2 separate regions of the Mus musculus genome follow, and region 1 is linked to region 2. A link is a contact called in public HiChIP or PLAC-seq data. All regions are on one chromosome and are shown on one strand. The core of a region is the stretch at or near the end of the contact, and the rest is flanking DNA. Distances in the headings are between cores, read along the strand shown. Region 1 overlaps Lpin2 (lipin 2). Region 2 overlaps Myom1 (myomesin 1).

Region 1 (3,782 bases), core at 114-2,613, 110 kb before region 2:
TAACACTGTAGCTGCTTCTGCTTTCTAATGGGATCAAGCAAAGGCTAGTCTGAAAAATCCAGTGGGAAATGATTTTATAACACCCAAAGAGATGGTTTCTCTTTGAAAAATAAAGTCTAGTTTTGGAAACCCACTTTCTTTCAGTTTCAAAAACCCAAAGCCTAAGTAGAGGGAGATGTATATCCAAAAAAACACCAGCAAAAACCTCTTTAACTTGTGCATGTTGGTCCTTCGGCACCCACCCTTCCACTGTGCTACCCAGTGGCAAAGTGCTCCGAAATCTTAGTAAGAGTTGCTGACATTATTATCACCATGTGGAAGACAATGTGGAAGTGAAAAGTTGCCAAATACATGCTCTACAAAGTTTTATCATTAACTCTGTTTTAAAACCTACCATACACACAATTCAAAAACCTTCTTATTGCCCAATACTTGAGGGAAATGATAATTTAAAAACATCCAAACACTGCCCCCCATTAAATGCAAAAGAGGAAAAATACAAACATTCAATTGGGGTGTTTATTTCTTTTAAATAAATATAATCTACACTTGATTACATGAGCTTAGTCTACCTACTCATAATCAGTACAACAATATTATCATATATGTTTGTGTGTATGTATCAATCAATCAATCAACAGGCTCTCCTGTGTCTCAGGCTGGCCTCGTGCACCTCTGCTATGTGGCTGAGCTGAGAATGCTCCTGTCCTTCTGTCTCTACCTCCTCAGTGCCTGCACAGGCTTGGTGCATGGTATGCAAATGTTTTGCTGACTAAGCTGTATCTCCAGACTGCATTATTTTATTTTTAGAGAGCCTTTTTTTTTTTTTAAACTGAGGATTTAAAGCATGTACATGAGCCACAGGGTACACGGGTCAAGTCACTGGATGACTTCTGAGTGTGTTCTCTTGTTGCACCCTGTGGGTCTCAGGACTGATGGAGAGAGCCTTTACCACTGAATCATCTTGCTGGCCCTACACTATTTTAAAGTGCTATATTAAATAAAGCAAAATTTCTTTTTCAAAATAAGCCCAACTTCCTCATTTGTAATTATCTCCAGTTTTGTTCTGAGTCTCTTCATGATTTCAGTTTCTTTTTCATTTGGAGAAACTTTCTATAAGAGAGTCTTTTGAATTTAGAAGCCAATTCAAAAGCAGTACCTATAAAGTTGGTTTCTTACCATGGTCTTCAATAGCATGCAAGTTTAAAAAAAAAAAAAAGAGTAAGAGGAAGGGGCCGGTCACCATGGTGACCTGTGCACTCACCACTTTCTCCTTGGACCTCAGGACACCCAGCTTCCCGAAGCGTACGTGAAAAGGCGAGCACTGGTAGGAGCCATCCTGCTGCCTCACCACGACCACATCGATGCATCCAGACAACGTGGCTTGGTTAATGCCCTTGTAGAGTTCCTTCACAGTGACGAGCACCTGCCCAGCCAGCTGGCCCACATAATTCATGGTTTGAGACTGAGAAAAGAAAACGATGTCAGCACTAACTTTGACAACTAACAGCAACGACATAAAGAGTTTGATTAAACATACACTCTGCTCTGCTGTCCAGAGCCCATTGCTCTCCTGCTGCCCCAGCTACATCACACATATGTCTCAGACTGGCAGTGCCTCTAAGTGGGGTTGGAGGCTGTGGAAGTTCTGTTTCCTTCCACACCCCAGGGTGGGGCCAACTGTCTTCATCTCCCTCCACCAACCGCTCAGGACCTGCAGTACTATGTCCACTCTGACCACAGGAGGCAAGGACAGGAGGACTGTCACCTCCAGGGGAAGCTTGGGATTTATCTTTGCAGAGAGACAAGGGATACAACTGAGAACCGAGATCTTCTGGTTCAGATACATCAGGTACATGCTGCGTCAAGCGAGCTGTGGTAAGCTGCGCCAAGACTAACACACGTACCATGACTTCAGAACCTCAACATGGCATAATGGGACATAACGTTTGTGTCCCACAATGTTCAGAGCACAAAAGGGGTTTTGGTTTCTCAACTTCAACTCACTACTCAAATCAAGATCACCAGAGCTCTGCAATTCAAAAGAGAGAGGGTACATCTAAATCTGGCTTCACCCCTTACCCTGACTCATCCACTGAAAAACCCAACCCACACCAAAACAAACCCATTAGTCCTCAGGCTGTCAGCTCTCCCTCCAGCGGGTGAACACACCATCACTCAGCAGACACCTTTATGTTACGTTAAAGCCAAATCCACAGAGAGTCCATCCCCTGGATGTAGGATCAGAAAAACCTCCAGCTTTAGGCTAATGCAGAAGTCAATTTTTATTGGACTCTAGGAGTAATGAGTCCAAACTATTAACTGCGCAGAGTGGCCTCTCTAAACCAGCTCTGGTTGCCCTAAGCTCAAGATTCCATATTTGCAAAGTTCTAGAGAGACATTCTGTGTTGTCAGGTAAGTCCTAGGTGGAACAGGGACAAAGTGCTGATCCCCTAAAAAAAATGAAGTGGACCTGCCAGGTCCCATCAGCACATAACTCAGCCTACTGGCCAGAGACAGTCAGTGCCTAAGGCAAGACAGACTCCACTCAACAGTCTATACAGAGATGACTGTAACCACAGTCTAGCTGTTGAGTAGCCTGAAGCATATAATCCTGATTATTCCCCTGGGTATTCCAAGGTTTCCAACTGCACATTCCAAAGAGCTTGCTTTGTGCAATGTACACAAGCAGCTACATTTACTACGATCTCCTAAGGTGGAGGATGTCATAATTATAAAGAAAATATGTTATAGCCATGAAACAATTATAAACAGGTGGCTTTGGTTTTAGGATGAGGATGGTTGCTTTTATTTTGATAGCAAGGCCAGATTAAGCACACATCAAATACTTAATTTTTGAAAAAAAAATTTTTTTGAGATAGAGTCTCACTGTACAGTCCTGGCTGGCCTGAAACTCAAGACATAGACTAGGTTGCTTCTGAGCACAGAGGGATCTGCCCACCCCTGCCTCCTGGATGCTGAGATTAAAGGTGCCACCACTCCTGACCAACCTTTCTCTCCAGGGTCTCTTTGTAGTCAAGATGGCCTAGAACTTAAGACAACTTTAGTCTCTAAAGTGTTGGGATTACAGGTGTGTGCTACTATATTTGACAATAATTATTTCTTGAATAAGGAAAGAACTATCAAATGAACTACCAATAAACAAGCTAAAACCAATAAACAGCTAAGAGTCATTACTGTACTATGTGCAGCAGAAATACTATTCCATCAGATCACTCATGGATAATCTCATTGTATTTTTTCTTTTTGAAATGGTCTTACTATGTAGCCCCAGCAGGCCTGGAATTCACTATGAGGACGCTACCGGCCTGGACTCACAGAGACCCACTTGCCTCTGCCTCCTGAGCACCACTATTCCTGGCTCATTATGTTTTTAAAGATTAACATTTCTGGATCCAGAGTTCAGAAGCGGCCTGGGCTGCATGAGATCCTACCTCTAATACAGCAAATAAACAACAGTAAACTGCTGTGAGATCAGTGTAGACCTTCAGAGCTCCAAGAAAGAATATGGCTGCCCCAAATCCTCTACTGAGCGTCCACTCAACTGAGTGTCTTTTACTTGGTGTTAATTGGGATGCACAAGCAAAATATCATAACAAGGACACCAACAATCGCAGGTAATGACGGAACACGCCAGGCAGCGTTAACGCACGCCTTTAATCCCAGCGCTTGGGAAGCAGAGGCAGGTGGATCTCTAAGTTTGTAGCCAGCATGGCCTACAAAGTGAGTTCTAGGACAGCCAGGGCTACACAGAGAAACCC
Region 2 (4,280 bases), core at 393-2,892:
CCCAGAGACACAGAGATTATCCCTGTGATAATCCCTGCTATTCTGTGCTGGTTTTTGTTCCAGTTCCATTTCTAGGGCCGGGCGTGGTGGTGCACGCCTTTAATCCCAGCACTCGGGAGGCGGAGGCAGGCGGATTTCTGAGTTCGAGGCCAGCCTGGTCTACAAAGTGAGCTCCAGGACAGCCAGGGCCATACAGAGAAATCCTGTCTCAAAAAAACAAAAAAACAAAAAACAAAAAACAAAAAAAAACATTTCTATGCAGAAGGCCATGGTTTTCCAGTGTGAATAAAAGTCTGAGTGGCGGAGATAAAAGTTCCCAAGACTAGAGGTTAACCCTTGCTACAAATAAATCTTGAGAATGTTCCAGAAAAGTCTGGGGAACCCATCACGGAGGACCTAATGTGTGGTACTGTGACTCGGAGTAGCAATGCCAAGTAAGGGACTGGCTTTCCTGGGAGCCTTTGATGTTCTCTGTCTGGCCCCAAGTCACAAGAACATTGTCTAGAGGAACACAGATCGCCATGAATTGCCACTGAGGGAACAAGCAAACATGACATGTGCATTCGAGAGACAGACTCAACAAGCTACATGTAACTGGTTTCACTATTGGATCTGCTGGTCTCATGTGTTCTTAACCTCTAAAATCCAACCACCATAGTACTTTCTGCATCAGTGGATTCCAACTGAATGCCCCAGGAAGGGCCTGGCATATAATATATGCTCTTCTTATTTTGGTATCTGCTTTTTCCTCCAGTTGCTTCAACAATATTCTATAATTGTTAAATATAATGTGTTAAAAACTAGGAGCACCTAGCAGTGTGTTTATAGTTATGGATATACACTTATGTGTGTGCATACAATACATTACCTGTGTATGTAGGACAATAGCAAATATCTATAAATGAAGAACCTTGATGCAGGATGTTGACGCTGTTGCATCTTCTATGCTCAGACAAGCTAGGTGACTTGCCACACTGCAACTCAGCACTAATAATGCAGGGCAGGCTATATTATTTTTAGGTTTTACATCTCTACTTTTTTTTTTAATCTTTTCCTGTTTCCAGATCCAAATCACCTTCTCAGGCAGTTTATTTTTTCTAGCAAAACATATTATTTATAGACTGAAGGCATATGCTTACTGGTTTTCAAAATATTTTTGAAAATGGCTTTAGAGAGGAGAGTTTTACTATCTCAAAGGATAAAGGAATGGGATTTTTAAATTTTACAATCAGTGAGAAATGAGACATGTAGAACCTTATAAATCTCAAGAAAATGACTTGATGTCTTCTTTGACCAGGAGGAAGTGGGTGTGAACTGAGAAAAGAGATATGCTGCTCTGACCCACTGGCAGCTCTCTGAAGGTTTCCTTTCACAACCTCATCATTGCAGTTGGTGAAAGAAAATACTGGAACTGTCCTTTCTACAATGCTCTTTCAAGGGTCTCAGAAAAGCTTCTCTGGGTTGGGGTATGATATTCACACTCAGAGTTTAAAACCTGTCCCTGGGCTCTCCCTGTGTGCTGGCCATGATGTCACATCTGGTCTGCAGTAAGGAAGCCTTGAGTTTGCTCTCGCCCTCTCCAAGCACCGATGATTAAACCCTTAGGCACAAGCAGGATAAAGCATCTGCGTAGATGCCGACCATATGAGTTGGCTACGAAGCCCTTAATTATACTGTCTCCACGTCCACGTGCTCCTCAACCCGGGGAGGCCCAGGCAATGGGAACCTAACAGTGACACCGTCTTTTAACCTAAATATAAACGTTGTTGGGGAGGCTGTTGCCTGGATACATGAGCAGTGTTTCCTAACTAGATTAGTGCTTCTTTCCACTTCGATCCGGCTTGAGCAGAGGATGTAAACATGCACCTTAGACACAGCTTCTGACTGGGGCCTAAGAACTGTCACGACTGCCAGTCCTAGAAAAAGAAACCGAAGCCCAGGGAAACGGAAATGGTTCACGCCGTGTCAGGGAGCCAAGAATGTCCAGGGAGGCCTCCACCTTCCACATGGCTTTCAGAATTAACTCTATCCTCCACAATAGTACTTTCCAGCTTTATGGTGACTAAGCACACAGAGGAAGTTAGTTGCATGGGCTGGGACCTCCTGAAACTCCATAGTCATAAGAAATATAAGCAAGCATTGAGGAATCTTTTAGATTCTCCATTTAAAAGAGGGAGAGCATTCACCACTCTTTAATCTGCTTTCTCAAACATGACAGTGTGCTTGACTGGCCAGTGAGTAAGGGATCCTTTCAGGCCAGCGGAACCTCCGAGGTGTAATTTCAAGCGTTCCTTCCGTTAGGTGTCAGCTGTAGGGTTTAATCTTTTATATGGAAGGTGCTTTGTCTAAGGGCATGGAAACAGTTCAGAGGGGCTCTACTTCAGAATGGGGCCCTTTATCCGGTTTCCCAAGAGTACAAAACATTGTGTTCAGATTGGCTTTGTTTAGAGCTTTGAGTCTCCTGCTATGTGCCAACATTACAGATTTGTCTGAAACGTATAAATGAGTGTGTTTAGAACATATGAGTGTGATCCCAAAACACACGTGTTAAGAACTGAACAACAGATCTACTCATGATACATCTCTGGCCCCTCACACTGCCATGCAGAATGAAGCATGGTGTGGGTTTTCTTTCCATCCCCTTCCCTTTCTCTTTCCTCCTGGTCCCCTTCTCGTTTTCTTGTTTGTTTCTCTCTTTTTTAGACAGGGTCCCTGGTAGCCCAGGCTGGCCTCTAACTTCCTATTTTGCTGTATCGCCCAGAGCGAGCTTGAACTCGGGATATCAGGTGCTGGGACAGCAGGGGTATGCCATCATTTCTGACTTTATGCAATGCCGGGGATCAAATCCAGGGATCTCTTCATGCCAGAGAAGCACACAGCCCATGGGGTACTTTTCCTATGGTAGTATCTTGGCACTTCTCGGGGAAAATGGCAAAGAAAGGTGTCATTTCTATAAGGCGTTTTTGTGGCTGCTGGCTTGTGATATATATCCTAACGCCTCTCCCCATCTCTCTTTCTCTTTCCTTTCTCCCTCCCTCATTCCTCCTTTCTTTCCTTTGCCAGGTTTCATCATGTAGCCAGACCAGACCATGAACTTAGGACTCCCCTGCCTCTACTCGCAGCTCAAAAAAAAAAAAAAAAAAAAACAAAACAAAACAAAAAAAAACCTCTTAGGTCTAAATAGAGACTTGAGGTTGTCTAGTTTGACCTTGAACTTGAACTTTGTAGCCCAGGCAGGCTTTGAACTTGCCTTTTCCCTGTCTCTGCTAAGTAACTAAGATTACAGCACTGTGCCATCAGGTAAGGCTCTAAACTTTTTCTTAATTCCACCTGAGCTGTCATTTGTTCTATTGCAGAAGCTGAGCCCCGGCAAAGCCACTGAAATCTGCACGGGTACCAGGGTACTTACTCGGGAACTTGTGCTCCTGGCTGAGGGCAAGCAGACGTTTCATTTCTGTATAGAAAAATGGAAGACAAACCTTTACTTACTAAAGCAAACGCCACTTATCACACACAGTTGATAACAACTGGGAAATGAAAGCAACATTAGACTCAGGGAGAAATGATTTAAACTCACCCTCCTCGTCTATCAGGTAGCTTGACGCTATCCCATCCGTGTCTGTCACATCACAAGAATAGGTGCCCAAATCATCTGTCCCGAGGTCTTTAAAGGTCATTTTTGTCCTTCAAAACAGAATATGTTTCCCAGAAATGAGCCTGTACATGATCTGTGGGCCTGCCACTCTCTCATTTCTGACCCCCTATACATGATAGTCCTGTCATTAAGACTATCCCTAATGTCACTTGTCACATCCCTGCCTATCCCTACCCCACTGAGCTAAAGATCACTAGCTCTTGGTGTCTTGGGTTGAACATCCTTTCCACTAGGAAGACTTTCTTGGTTTCTTGTAGGATGATGAGGACATAGGTATGAATAGTCCCATTCCAAGCTCTGCTGCATATTAAATACACATCCTACAAAGAGACAGTCTCCTGATTCGCCCTTTCTGAGGAGCCTAAGTTTTTCTCCTATAAGGGTAGAGCATGTGGCAGGTGACTCTGGGTGTTTCTATGCCAACCCTACATTTCTCTTGTCGGAACTGATGGTAAACGGGGGCCATGCTCCTGTACAGTGCCTGTGCCTTCAGAGACAGGCTTCTGCTTGGCTATCTGCTGCTTCTCTGGCACCCAGCTCTTCCTCTGGAATATACAAGTTAATGAATGAACAGATCAATATTCTAGTTCACCACGCTTCCTCATTTTCTCAAGTTCCATTACCA

Evidence for each region. HiChIP or PLAC-seq counts read pairs in DNA pulled down with a chosen protein or histone mark.
Region 1: an H3K27ac HiChIP or PLAC-seq map of the HPC-7 cell line shows a contact between it and region 2, with 6 times the contacts expected there. The contact joins two enhancer-like sites. A contact is called at or near these places in 1 of 39 promoter capture datasets (erythroid cells), 2 of 15 datasets of contacts at CTCF or cohesin (CD8 T cells and the NIH/3T3 cell line), 4 of 484 Hi-C or Micro-C datasets (all in liver), 9 of 115 datasets of contacts at active chromatin or transcription factors (CD8 T cells, the HPC-7 cell line, bone marrow-derived macrophages and 5 more) and 5 of 9 other capture datasets (adipose tissue, embryonic stem cells, liver and 2 more).

The regions. Positions count from the first base shown.
Region 1 is chr17:71,212,647-71,216,428 of GRCm38.p6, reverse strand. It overlaps Lpin2 (lipin 2), which reads right to left. Exons shown (of 20, transcript NM_001357791.1): 2 at 1,265-1,465. The coding sequence starts at 1,456. Among named protein-coding and RNA genes, the nearest start is that of Lpin2, 31 kb to the right of the region's middle. Within about 2 kb of position 1,363, at least 76 of the 459 cell types and tissues checked have an H3K27ac peak or open chromatin away from gene starts, as enhancers often do. A contact at or near this core is called in CD8 T cells, the HPC-7 cell line, adipose tissue and 4 more, where this site is marked.
Region 2 is chr17:71,100,398-71,104,677 of GRCm38.p6, reverse strand. Myom1 (myomesin 1) reads right to left here. Exons shown (of 37, transcript NM_001083934.1): 23 at 3,578-3,684; 24 at 3,410-3,454. Among named protein-coding and RNA genes, the nearest start is that of Lpin2, 81 kb to the left of the region's middle. Within about 2 kb of position 1,642, at least 103 of the 459 cell types and tissues checked have an H3K27ac peak or open chromatin away from gene starts, as enhancers often do. A contact at or near this core is called in CD8 T cells, the HPC-7 cell line, adipose tissue and 4 more, where this site is marked.